Linked DNA regions of Mus musculus: all the other regions are linked to region 3. A link is a contact called in public Micro-C and promoter capture Hi-C data. All regions are on one chromosome and are shown on one strand. Each heading gives the region's core, a stretch centred on a gene start, on an enhancer-like site or on the middle of the called end of the contact. The rest is flanking DNA. Distances are from core to core; before and after follow the strand shown. Region 1 holds the start of Zfyve1 (zinc finger, FYVE domain containing 1). Region 2 holds the start of Dpf3 (D4, zinc and double PHD fingers, family 3). Region 3 holds the start of Map3k9 (mitogen-activated protein kinase kinase kinase 9). Region 4 holds the start of Ccdc177 (coiled-coil domain containing 177).

What was found. Promoter capture Hi-C pulls out the DNA fragments that hold promoters and counts their contacts. Hi-C and Micro-C count contacts between places; a contact is called where the count stands out from the background.
Region 1: a promoter capture Hi-C map of embryonic stem cells shows a contact between it and region 3, with 2.7 times the contacts expected there. The contact joins the promoter of Zfyve1 here to the promoter of Map3k9 in region 3. A contact is called at or near these places in 1 of 39 promoter capture datasets (embryonic stem cells), 1 of 115 datasets of contacts at active chromatin or transcription factors (astrocytes) and 1 of 9 other capture datasets (macrophages).
Region 2: a Micro-C map of embryonic stem cells shows a contact between it and region 3, with 11 times the contacts expected there. The contact joins the promoter of Dpf3 here to the promoter of Map3k9 in region 3. A contact is called at or near these places in 2 of 484 Hi-C or Micro-C datasets (embryonic stem cells and pro-B cells) and 1 of 115 datasets of contacts at active chromatin or transcription factors (astrocytes).
Region 4: a contact with region 3 is called in a Micro-C map of embryonic stem cells, with 6 times the contacts expected there. The contact joins the promoter of Ccdc177 here to the promoter of Map3k9 in region 3. A contact is called at or near these places in 3 of 39 promoter capture datasets (embryonic stem cells, hippocampal neurons and liver), 1 of 15 datasets of contacts at CTCF or cohesin (embryonic stem cells), 3 of 484 Hi-C or Micro-C datasets (embryonic stem cells and pro-B cells) and 1 of 115 datasets of contacts at active chromatin or transcription factors (astrocytes).

The regions. Positions count from the first base shown.
Region 1 is chr12:83,595,555-83,598,480 of GRCm38.p6, forward strand. It overlaps Zfyve1 (zinc finger, FYVE domain containing 1), which reads right to left and starts at 1,668. Exons shown (of 12, transcript NM_183154.4): 1 at 1,443-1,668.
Region 2 is chr12:83,486,304-83,489,003 of GRCm38.p6, forward strand. Dpf3 (D4, zinc and double PHD fingers, family 3) reads right to left here and starts at 1,433. Exons shown (of 11, transcript NM_001267625.1): 1 at 1,374-1,433. The coding sequence starts at 1,405.
Region 3 is chr12:81,779,816-81,782,600 of GRCm38.p6, forward strand. Map3k9 (mitogen-activated protein kinase kinase kinase 9) reads right to left here and starts at 1,355. Exons shown (of 11, transcript NM_001174107.1): 1 at 675-1,355. The coding sequence starts at 1,059. It overlaps Gm46366 (a long non-coding RNA gene), which reads right to left. Exons shown (of 3, transcript XR_001780649.2): 3 at 2,205-2,734.
Region 4 is chr12:80,759,305-80,762,173 of GRCm38.p6, forward strand. It overlaps Ccdc177 (coiled-coil domain containing 177), which reads right to left and starts at 1,411. Exons shown (of 2, transcript NM_001008423.2): 1 at 1,093-1,411; 2 at 1-222. The coding sequence starts at 194.

The DNA of each region.
Region 1 (2,926 bases), core at 418-2,917, 1.8 Mb after region 3:
TAGCACTCAAAAGGCTGAAGCCTGCCAGCCTGGTCTACAGAGTGAGTTCCAGGACAACCAGGACTACACAGAGAAACCCTGTCTCGAAAAACCAAAAAAAGAAAAAAGAAAGAAAAAAAAAAAAAAAAAAAAAGGCTGAAGCCTGGCTACTAAACTAACTACAAAAACCAGCCTAGAGGCTCCTGCACAAGGGAGGCAGAGGCAGGTGGATCTCTGTGAGTTCCAGGCCAGCCAGGGCTACACAGAGAAGCCCTGTCTCAAATATGTGTAACAACAAAACACTTCTAGACCCAGAGCTTCTTAAAGATTTTGCTGGTTTGTTGGTAAAATGCTCTTCTCATTTCATTAAGCTCTGATTCAAAATCACTAAACAGACAGCTTTTAGGAGGCTAAGCCCTCTGCACCTGCTCCTTATATATGAGAAATGGAAAAGGAGGTCTGTAAAAAGCTAAGAAAAATATTGTAACAATAAATTCACACCACCCTCAAAGACCTCTACAAACCCAATTATCCTTATAAAATGGACTCTCTCAGCTCTAGTCGAGCAAAGGTCTAGTAAGGACTCTAAAATTGACAACAATAGTCCCAACTTCATTTTCAAAAACAGTAAGACAACTACTGAGCTTCCTCCTGTGCCTCCTCTCTACAGAGGAAGAGAACCGGCAGCAACAGGAGGCAGAATTCCAGCACTTAGGCGCACAGTAGAGCCAGGCCCTACAGTGAGTCAAAACAACTCATTTTCTCTTGTCACTCAAACACTTAAAACAAAACAAACCAAGTCAAAAACTTGGGAAGACAGGAAAGGGGGTTTTGGGTCACTAACGTAACTACACTCCTAATTCTCCCTACCTTTGCCTCCTATTCCAAGAGCACAACCAAGTGTAAAGTCCTCCTTTCAGATATTCACTCCTCCCTTTCAGTAGCCAATCTATCCATCTGATCTTCAGATAAACAAGGCAAGGGAGTAACCAGGGGACCTTATTTTCACCTTAACCTCAGACGTGTCCAGTCAGCTCCCAAAAGGGAAACAAAAATCAAAACTTGTCACTACTAAGAAAAACAGAAAACCAACCTTCAAAAGAACAGCTGACCCTCACCACCACCAGGCCAAGCAAACAATATGCCACTCGGAGCAAACCCCCCCCCCCCAAACCTCGACGCCTCTCTCCAATCCAGGGTCCCTCACCCACCTTGCTCCCGGACACCACCACCACAACCCAAGGGGTGGCAGCGGAGACGAAGAACAAAGAAGGCCCCCCAAATTTCACACAAACCCGCACATCCCGGAGCCGAATCCATTGTTTATGCCACCCCACCCCCACTCGAGCCGCACCCGTCCCCCCTTCCTCCTAGGAGCGACTGGAGGGAGCCCCGGGACCAGCACTCGCCCGGGGCTGGGCCAAGGCGCCCCCGCCCTCTCCGCCGCGGCCCACAGAGCCCACCCGGAGCAGTTCGGCCAAGGCAAGGCGGTGTGGGGGACGCGGATTGCCGACAGGACCCGGGCTGCTCTAGGGCCCCGGCGGATCCATCCTCAGCTCCATCTCCGCCCCCTCCTCCTCTGCTGCCTCCCAGGCTTCCTCCTCTCTTGTTGTCAGTTGGAATCAGCTGATCAGAGTGAACTTCTCCCAGCTCAGACCAACAGGAAGGCATGAACAGCGCAGCCCAGCTAGGGAGGAGCGGCCAGGGGCGGAGCGCGACGACGGGGAGCGGGAAGGGCGCTTGCGGCCTTTTGGGAGTTGTAGTTTTGGGGGGATTGTCGTTCTGCCCTACAGCCCTGAAATACAAGCTCCACATGACTACAATTCCCGATGGAAGCATCGTCGTTGCGAATAGGCGGGACAGACAAGCCTGAAAGCATTTCGGGACTTAGAGTCTCGGCCGGGGCTGAGGTTTTTGCAGGTTGCAGCGACTAGTTTAGGGCAGTGGCCCGGGAAGGAGTATTGTAAATTAAACAAAAGATATGATGTTCTATATAACCAGGAAATGGCACGGCACATTATTATTGTACATCTTTCCTTCAGAAATGCTCAAAGTGGAAAAATACCAGTAAACATTGAGAGGATATTACTATGCTTGAGGCTGTTTTGTTTTCCCTTCAAAGTTAATCAACTGTTAATTTTGTTCCAGCCTTATTCCTTTTCTGCCTTTTTCCATACATAGACATCATAACTTCTAATTTTTATATTGTGCAGAATAGTTACAGTACACACTCCAATAAAATTTAAGATAACAGTGTCTGTAATACTATTGTCTGATTTTTTTAATAATAGCTTTATATTTGTTTAGTACTTTCACTTTTTTCTCATTTATTTCTTGAGACAATATTGAGAGAAAATACAATGCATGGAAAAGATACTGGTCTGTAATGCCTAGGAAAACTAACTACATAGGTTGGTAGGGTAAATCACTCAGTCCTTCCATAAAATAAAGGAATTTTGCTGTGTAATTTCTGATGGCTCTGCCAATCTTAACATATGATTTTTATCTTGATAATGGTTAACCTGAGAGAGAAAACTAAGGTTAGGTTACTTGCCAAGGTACACAGCAAATTATTGACAACACTGGATAAGACCTCATCTTCTGATTCAAGAGGACACTCATAGATCTCAGGACATAATTAGATCAATAGTTAAGCCAAATCTACAAAATAGTGAATGAGCTATGTATACGGATTATATTGCTGAAAATTAACTCTTCATGACACAGAGCCAACAGCGGCAAACCTGGATGAACTTTTTATTTTTTTACCTGTACCACATCACCAACCAGGATAATAAGAACTAAGCCATCTACAATCACATTAAAAAGTGTTTACCAGAAATAAGATGGTGTATGGAGAAGAAGGGATTTTATAAAAGTTAAGCTAACAAGTTTTAAATAAGCCTGAGGTTGGTTGGCATGACAAAGGTTTTATCCCTAAGACTGC
Region 2 (2,700 bases), core at 183-2,682, 1.7 Mb after region 3:
CACTCTCTCGCCGCCGCCCTGCTGCTCCCCAAAGCGAACGGTGTTTTCGACTCCCATAGCCAGGGACGCTGTAGCGCGCAGCTAAAAGAGCCAAGATCGACCACTGACACACACCGGGAAGAATTGGCACTAAACACCCACGCTCACCCTCCGACTCCCACTGGCTTTCATCAGGGCGGGGAAGTCCTAGTACACCGGGCACCCACTGGGTGCCCACGCCGCGCCGCGATTCCCAAGGATCCACCCTCTGCCAACATGCCTGCCAATAGCGCCCCTTGAGAGCCACACTAGTTTTCCGAGGCCACCCCCGGCTCCGCGATCACCCGCGGACTTGCGGCTTCATATTCAGTCCACCGACTGGAAGAAGGAAGGAAGGAAGGAAGGAAGGAAGGAAGGAAGGAAGGAAGGAAGACCGGCGGGCAGGCAGCTCCGATCGGGAACCGGCCCCCGCGAGTCCTTGCGCAGCCCGCCCCCCTGTGTCCGCTCAAAGTCTCCGGGAGGCACCTGCCCCTCGCTGTCGCCAGAGCCCTCCACCGCCGCCTCCACCGCCTCGGCTTTTCACCCAGAGCAGGCAAGCACACCATTTATAAGACCTGCAGTTTCCCTGCCTCCATATCAACCCCAAGTTAACCCGGATCGTTAATTTACTAGAGCCAGTTAGCCTACAAATACACAGACACACCGGCGACCGCCCGGAGCGCCTGCCTGATCCCCGGCTGCCGGAGTGGAAAAGCCCGGGGCAAGCACCTGGGCCCCAGGACTCCCGGGACCCGCCGCTCCGCGCGCTGTCCTCCCAACTCCGGAAGGTTTACACAAACTCCCTGCGAGAGCTCGGAAGGCAGAGCGAACGCCCTGCAAAACTCCGCAGCCGCTGCGGTCCGTCTGCCCGCCTGGGTGGACGAGCAGCGGGGCCGGGAAGGTTCGGGCTTGGAGTGCAGGGCTCAGCCGAGCGCACGACGCGGTCTCTGCCCCGCGCTCCGGCCAGGCTCAGCCAACCCCGCGCTCTGGCCAGCCTCAGCCAGCTCCGCGCGGCGCCGGGAGAGGCAGGGGACTCCGAGAACCGTGAAGACCCGGGCTGCTCACGACCCCCGCAGCTCCTGAGCCGGCGCCGCCGCTCTGTGTTCCCTCCCGGTCCCGGTCAGCCAATTAAGCAGAACACAAATGTAACAATTTTCTTTTTGTTAATTGCATCTCCTGACATTTCTGCGCGCTGGGAGGAAAAAAAAAGATGAAGAAGTAAGAGCAGGAAGAAAAGAGGAGCCCGGGCGCAGCGGGAGGTGTCTGCGAGAGCCGGGCGCCGGCTGCGCTCCACAAGGCGCCTTTTTTTCATATTGAAACCACGCGGAATATGTACATTTTTTAGTCTTACTTACGCTTTCAGGGGGTTGTGAATGACAGTCGCCATTTTGCTACAATGTAACAGAATATTGTCTGTCTCAGAGTTCTAAAGGTTCGCTCAGGGGAAGCGGCAGGCCAATCAGAGCACGGGATACCGGCCTACCGGCCAATCGGCGCGGCTGGTCGCCAAGTGGGCGGGGCCTGCGTGGTGGTAGTTATTAGGGGAGCTGTCAAAGCCCAGAGGTCACTCCCTTTTGTAGAGCCCGAGAGCGAGCAGGTCTTAAAGGGGCAGTACCGTGTTAGTAGCGCCCTTTTAGATTGGAACTCGTGGAGACAACATGGGAGAGCATTCTCGCTTAGTTGGAGTCCCTACTTTGCTAAATAACTGCAGAGTTTGCGCTCCTGGACAAGAATATTTACATAGTGCCAACAAAACCACTTAACCCCATTCATTAGCTCTGGGCTTTGTAAATCACGGTTTTTAACCCCCGAGCTCCTTGTACACCACCGTGTTGCAGTGCAAAAAGTTGGAAGGCTGCAGTTTCCTCCAAGAAATTACTACTCGTGTTCCACTGTTTGCTAATAATGTTCTGGGTTCCGCGGCTGTTCAATATTCTTGTTCCCGAAGTGTTTTCTTGATCTCAGCCACCTTCCCCGGGCGGTTTCTGAGAACTGGAGAGTCCAGGACAGCAACTCCCTTCCTCCTGGAATGTCTCAGTGTCAGGCTTGCGGACAGCCACGGCTTTTGTTACGTAATTCACGGGTGGTCACTCCGCGCGGTCCCCTACGACCACCGTTCTCCACTGTCAACGATTCACACTGATCTGACATGGCCAGCTTGGGAGCGAAGTGAGACCTGGCGCTTTTTAGGCAGAAGGTTGGGGAAATTTTGAGGCAACTTTAGGAAACGCAGCTAGGGAAGTCAGTAACTATGCAAAAATTGTTAGAGCCTGAGGTAGGTGTTGCCTGAGTCCCCTCTGGGAACGGCTCTGAGAATTCAGGCGTCACCTTTCTGGACTAAGATAGGAGGTGAAAAGAATTTGCAAGTGAATGTTCAGACGTGACTCCTGGCTTCCCCAGTATGCGGCTGCTCAGAATCTGATAAACCCCAGAAGAAACTGAGAGACTTCTGCGAACTCAGACTTCCACGGAGCACAGGGAGACTCGGAGTGGGCGAAAACTCATGAAATCACTTAGAGGGCACAGGCATCGTTAGCTTATAGAAGCCGGGCTATGGCCCCCTTGGCTGTTTAATCAGGTCAAATAGCTGGGGGCTGGGAAGTGAAAAGGAAACCGAGAGATGCTGAATTGCAGTTCACAATTCCACCTGCTCTCGCCTTTTACGACTCTCGATGAATAAAG
Region 3 (2,785 bases), core at 105-2,604:
CCTGCTGATCCTGAACTCCCACGAGGGACAGACATACTTTCTCCCTCTAATTATTTCTCCACTCATAACTTTGCCCCCTCCCCTTGTACACACCTTTCCTAACATAATATTCGGCAAGATTCCTCAGGGTACAACTTTGAAATACAGTACGAGAACCCAAGAAACCAACACGAGATTTCAAAGGCACCTGACTCCTGAGTTCACACACGCTTCCGGGACTTGTGAACCTGCCCAGGCAGGCGGGAGGCACCTCCACTCCTCTCTAGACAAATACCTTTAAGAGGCGGAGACAAGAAACAGAAAAGGTCCGCCGGGTCCTTGATTAGGGAACTAAGGTTACTGGTGACAGTAACCACCTGCTCTCCAAAACCCTTCCAGATCTGGAGGGGCACAAGGGGCGGGGGGGGCGGGGGGGGGTAAGGGGTTGGGACGTAAGGAGACTCCTGCTAGGGTTTCAAGAGTTGCTACTTGAGCGAGTCAGATGACGGTGAAGAAGCCCGGTGTTCCAGGCAGGGCCTGCGACTCTGGAGCTTCTGGGTAGCACCAGCTAAAGCCCCTGCAGCCAAAGTGCCCACCCATGCCCGGGCCAGTCGCTCCCCACTCGGGACTGCTCTTCGCCCATCCTTAGGCCTCAGCCCCCCGTCCCCACCGGGCACCGGTGCCCGCCTTCTTACGCTGAATGGGCGGGTAGCAGCTGGGGTCCTCGGCGCCCGGCTGGCAGCGGCTGGAGAAGGCGCTACGCGGGGTCACGTAGTTGCTGGGGAAGATGCCCACCCGCTGGTTCAGCTGTCCGGTCCACCAGCCCTCATCGCCGGACACCTGCGAGTCCTTGGACAGCACCTCTACCACATCGCCCAGCCGCAGGGTCAGCTCGTCCTCGCCCGCCGCCTCGTACTCGAACACAGCCGTCCAGTAGGGCAGCGCGGCGTGAGATCCCAGCTCGGCCGCCGCCTCCTCCTCGTCCTCCTCCTCTTCGGCCCCAGCGCCCGTGGCATCGTCCCCCGGCGGGGCGGCAGTGGCACTCGCCAGGCAGCCGAGAAGCGATCTGGAGGACTCCATGGAGCGGCTGGTCCATAGGGTGCGGGGCGGCCGCCCGCGGGAGCCGCCGCCGCCTATTGTTCATGCGGCTCGGCAGCGCTGGGGGCTCCGCGCCCCCGACGGCCGCCGCAGGTAGGGCCCGAGCAGGCTGGGCGCGCGAGAGTCGAGGACGCCCGGTGCGCACCGCGAGCGCGCACCGCGGACAGGGGCGCGGCGCAGTCCCGGCCGCCTGGCGCCCCCGCGGGCGGCCTCGCCCCTCGGCGGCTCCCACCTGCTCGTGCCGCCCGTGCCCGCCGCCCGCTGGCCGCTCCCTCCCCTCCCCGCCCCGTGCGCCCCGCCTCCCGCACGCCCGGGACCACCTGACGCGAGCCTGGCTCCGCCCCAGCCCTGCGGACCCGGGGGCGGGGCCTCCAGGATGGGCCCGCCTCCACAGCCAACCCATCCTCCCATTGGCCCGCCGCGGCTGTCCGTCTCCTGAGGGTGGCTGAGACCTCATTGGGTGGCTCCCGAAGGTGAGACCCAGCGTGCGTTCGGACAGTCCGAGCGGGCTGCGGAGCCCTCTGTCTTTTGTCCGCGCCGTTTGGTCCTACGGGCTGCGCCAATTCCCGGTTCAGATGGATCTGCTGTTCCCCTATTTGGCCACGGGGACCAGCTTACGTCCACTGTCGCCGCTACGCACACACTCACACCCCGGAACCTTATGGCTAGCGATGGAAGAACTCTTTCGATTGCTCTGCTGGCCTTAATGAAGACTGTGTTCATCTTTGTAAGAAGAAGTTCCTGGCCATTGTTATTAGAATTCCGAAAGGGGAGGTCTCCTAGTGGGGCTTCCGCAGGCTCGGGAAGTCATGCGGAACCAGCTAGTTTGCGCTTGCCTTGTGAAACTGGCTATATCTAGGACCCTGGTGACTGGATACCCAGTTTCCAAAGACTAAAGGAGTAAAGGCGGGTGCTGCCTGCCATTCTTGGGCAAGGGCTGACCTATGCTATGTCTTTTTGTTACCTGCCGCCACCACCCCCAAGGACCTTAACCTCTTTTACATGTTTTTAAGCCTGTCATAGCAATGGCTTCCATATTTCAGCCATGGTAACTACCAAACTGTATTTCCAAGACAGGCATTGATGTGATTTGTGTAACAAGAGTCAGTACTTCATTGTTTATTTGCTCATTTGTGGTTTTGAAGCAAGATCTTACTGGGTAGGCCATACTGGCCTCTCATTATCTCGCTGCCTCAACTGCCCAAGTCTTGGGATTACAGGCGTGTGCCAATGTGCCCCACCAGACCATTTTTGTTTCATTTTAATTTGAAGTTTAATATTAGGCAAACTGGAGCAATTTGAAAAAATAGCGAGGCAGCTACATGACCTTGGGCAGGTGCCATCTGTTTATCCTTGAAGTGAAGACCGTGGAGGGAAAAGCCTCCTGTGTTTTAGTTTTGGACATCCAGTGATTTGCAAGGGGCTGTGACTACATTGTAAAGGGAGACACTGTGCACATTTAAGGTCTTGGGAAAGGGATGAGATGGTACTGTTCAAGGAGCATCCAGACAGTCCTGGGGACGGAGATCCGGAAGTAAATCCCCTAACGCAGTCAAGTTTATAGGAGGGTCTAACATGTTCAATTCCTGGGAGGGTCAGTAAACTGGGAAATACATGCGTGAGTCTGGATAGATTCTCTTGATAGAAGCCACTCTGCCTACAAGAGGATGGGAAAGGGAAAATAGTGTTTAAACAAATATTTTATTTA
Region 4 (2,869 bases), core at 161-2,660, 1.0 Mb before region 3:
TGCTCCCGACGTCCACCTTCTGCCCCGCAGGGGACTTCAGCCTTACGGGGCGCCGCCGCGGAGGCGGAGGCCGAGGAGGCAGCCGGCTGCTGGGCTCCCTGGGCATCGGGGGGCTCGGACGCTGTGGCCTCATCCCCTTCAGAGCCACCGGGCTCCGCTCCCTCTTTCTCCTCTTCTGGCACCGGGTCCACCATAGCTGAACCTCGTTCTTTGTTGGAGTCCCTGAGATGACAGAGGGGCGGGGGGACATAGAGGATCTGTGAGCTGTTCCTCCCTCCTCAGCCATATTTACCCCTCCCAACTTAATCCGATTTCAGATTAGGCTCAGGGGCCTGATGGAACGTAAATCCTAAAACTGATGCCCCAAAAACTCAGGCTGGGCAGTTGCGGTGGGGGGACGCTGGGCCTTAGACAGCAGCCTCAGTCTCCCTCAGACCTAGAATGCAGGGCCTTTCAGGAGACCACATTGGCGTGAGGCCCACTAGCTGCATCCCCTTCCTGCAAAGATTGAAGTGCAAGGAAGGCTGCAGCCAGCGAGGGAGGCGCTGGAGGATTCCCCGGAGGATTAGCTATTTGTTTGTAGCTTAGGCGGGCTGCTGGGATGCAGCTTTGCAAGAACACAAAAGGGGAAGGGGCCTGTGCATGCCAAAGTGCATTGCTGCGAGGGCCCCAGTTGCCTAGGAAGAAGTTTATGGTTGATTTCTCTCTACCAAAAGGACCCGGAGCGCAGGGCCCCCGGGAGATGGAAGGGCTGAAAAGAGTCTCCAAAGGCTTCTCCGAGTGGAGTGATGGATTCTTTCTCCAGCCTCTCCAGCGGGGCTTGCTGGGAGCTCTCTGCCTTCCTCTTCCTCCAGCCCCCACCCGGTGTTTGCTCAAGATGCACAAGGCACCTGAATCCTCCCAGATGCACCCGATCTCCAAGGCCGAATGTGTAGTTAAAGGTACCATCAACCCCAGTATGGTGGACTCAGACATCAGCCGCTGATGCTCACCAGTTTCCGCACCGCATCTCAGGGGAGTGGGCTCTTAGAGCGCCGTAAACCCTGCCGCTCCATTCTGGGAGCTGCTAGGTCTCCGAGCGGGTTCACTTACCCCAGGTCCGGGCTCCGGCCCCCTTGCCGAGGGCTTTTGTTCGCCTCTCGCTGCTCTCCCCGGCGCCTCTTCAGTCCCTGCGCCGGCGGGGTCGGGTTACTGCCGGCTGCAGCAGCCAGCGTCTCTCCATGGGAGACTACGAACTGGGAGCACACATCCCAGACGCTACCTACCCGGGGGAGGGGGAGTGCGACAAAGTCTCCCTAAAATAACGTAGCTCTGCTCCCTTGCTCACAACTGATTCTTAAAAAAGGAAGCTGGGTTCTTCCCTCGCCTCTGCATCCATCTCCACCTCTACCGCCAAGGTACCGCAGGTCTCTCGCTGCTCCTGGCGCCTCCTGGTGGCCACTTAAGGGTATTCATTTCTTTGCTTAGAGGACGACAAAGCAATTAAAAATACAGTAACTACACATGTATGCATATAAATGAATGCATGCATACATACGTAATACAGAGAGATGTGGACATAGCAGTTATCACCAGAAATCTAGTCTTTGGGCACCTTAGGCGGGTACAATGAAGGAATCAGTATATTTCTCAAAGGGATCTTAAGCAGACCAACAAGTCAGCAAGTAATTGGGTAGAAAGAGGGCACCTGGTCCAAATAGTGATTTTTATTTATTTAAGGAAAGCTAAGATGGGAGAACGAATGAGAACAAAGAATGATGCCACATTATGAAATTGCCATTACCTTGTTTGCTCACCTAAATAACTAAAAACAGTCGACAAAAACACACGGGTTCAGGCGGCAGAACACAAGTGACCAGCGGATGCTGCTTCCGAGTCGCTAGTTTCATACGATGAGACTGATCCTGATCGATGCCATGTAATGAGTGCTTTTTGATGACACCTCATCCTACCCTTCCATCGTGAGTGGTAGTGGCCAAAGACATCCCAGATTAGAATCCTCCAAGGAATGGGGGGGGGGGGGAGGTGTAGCATTAGAGAGTGTGGTGAACTATGATGCTAAAGAATCCGAAGGGCTGGTTGGTGGTGATGCCCGCCTTTGATCCCAGCACTCAGGAGGCAGAGGCAGGTGGAGCTCTGTGAGTTCAAGACCAGCCTGAGCTACAGAGTTCCAGGACAGCCAGGGCTACACAGAGAAACTAAACAAGCAAACAAAGGAAACCATGAGGGGAAAGTAAAGTTTTTGTTTTGTTTTGTTTTGTTTTGTTTTGTTTTGTTTTGGAAAGGGAAGGTTTTGAACAAGGAAATAATGCCGCAGATAGACTTTTTAGGAACATAACTCTAGCAACAACAGGGCAAGGCCCAAGAGACTAAGGAAGCAGTTGGGGAGGCACTGCAGGTACCCAGCACAGGGAATGTTGGAACCAGAAAGGGAGCGGTGGTAGGAAAGGAGGAAGGTGGGGGTTTGTAAATACAGTGGAAGGAACCACACTCAAAGCTTGGCTCTAGTGTGTGAAGTGAGGGATCAAGGATGGCTGCCTGGAGCAGTGGGATGCTGAGACAGACAGACAGACAGACAGACAGACAGACAGACACGGAAAGCGTGGATCCAGGAGGGAAGATTAGCTGGTATGGAATGCCAGTTATGGGCAGTTGCCCCTCTCCGTCATTAGAGTAGGACCATCCAACAGGTGGCTGGTTAAGTCATACTAGAGGTCTGGACTGGAACTAGATCGAGGATGTCACCATCTATGTAAGGTCCCTGTGATGGCTAGTTTTCTGTCCACTTGACACATGCTAGAGTCATTTAAGAAGAGGTGACCTCAACTGAGAAAATGCACCCCCAGACTACTCTGAAGGCAAGACTTGC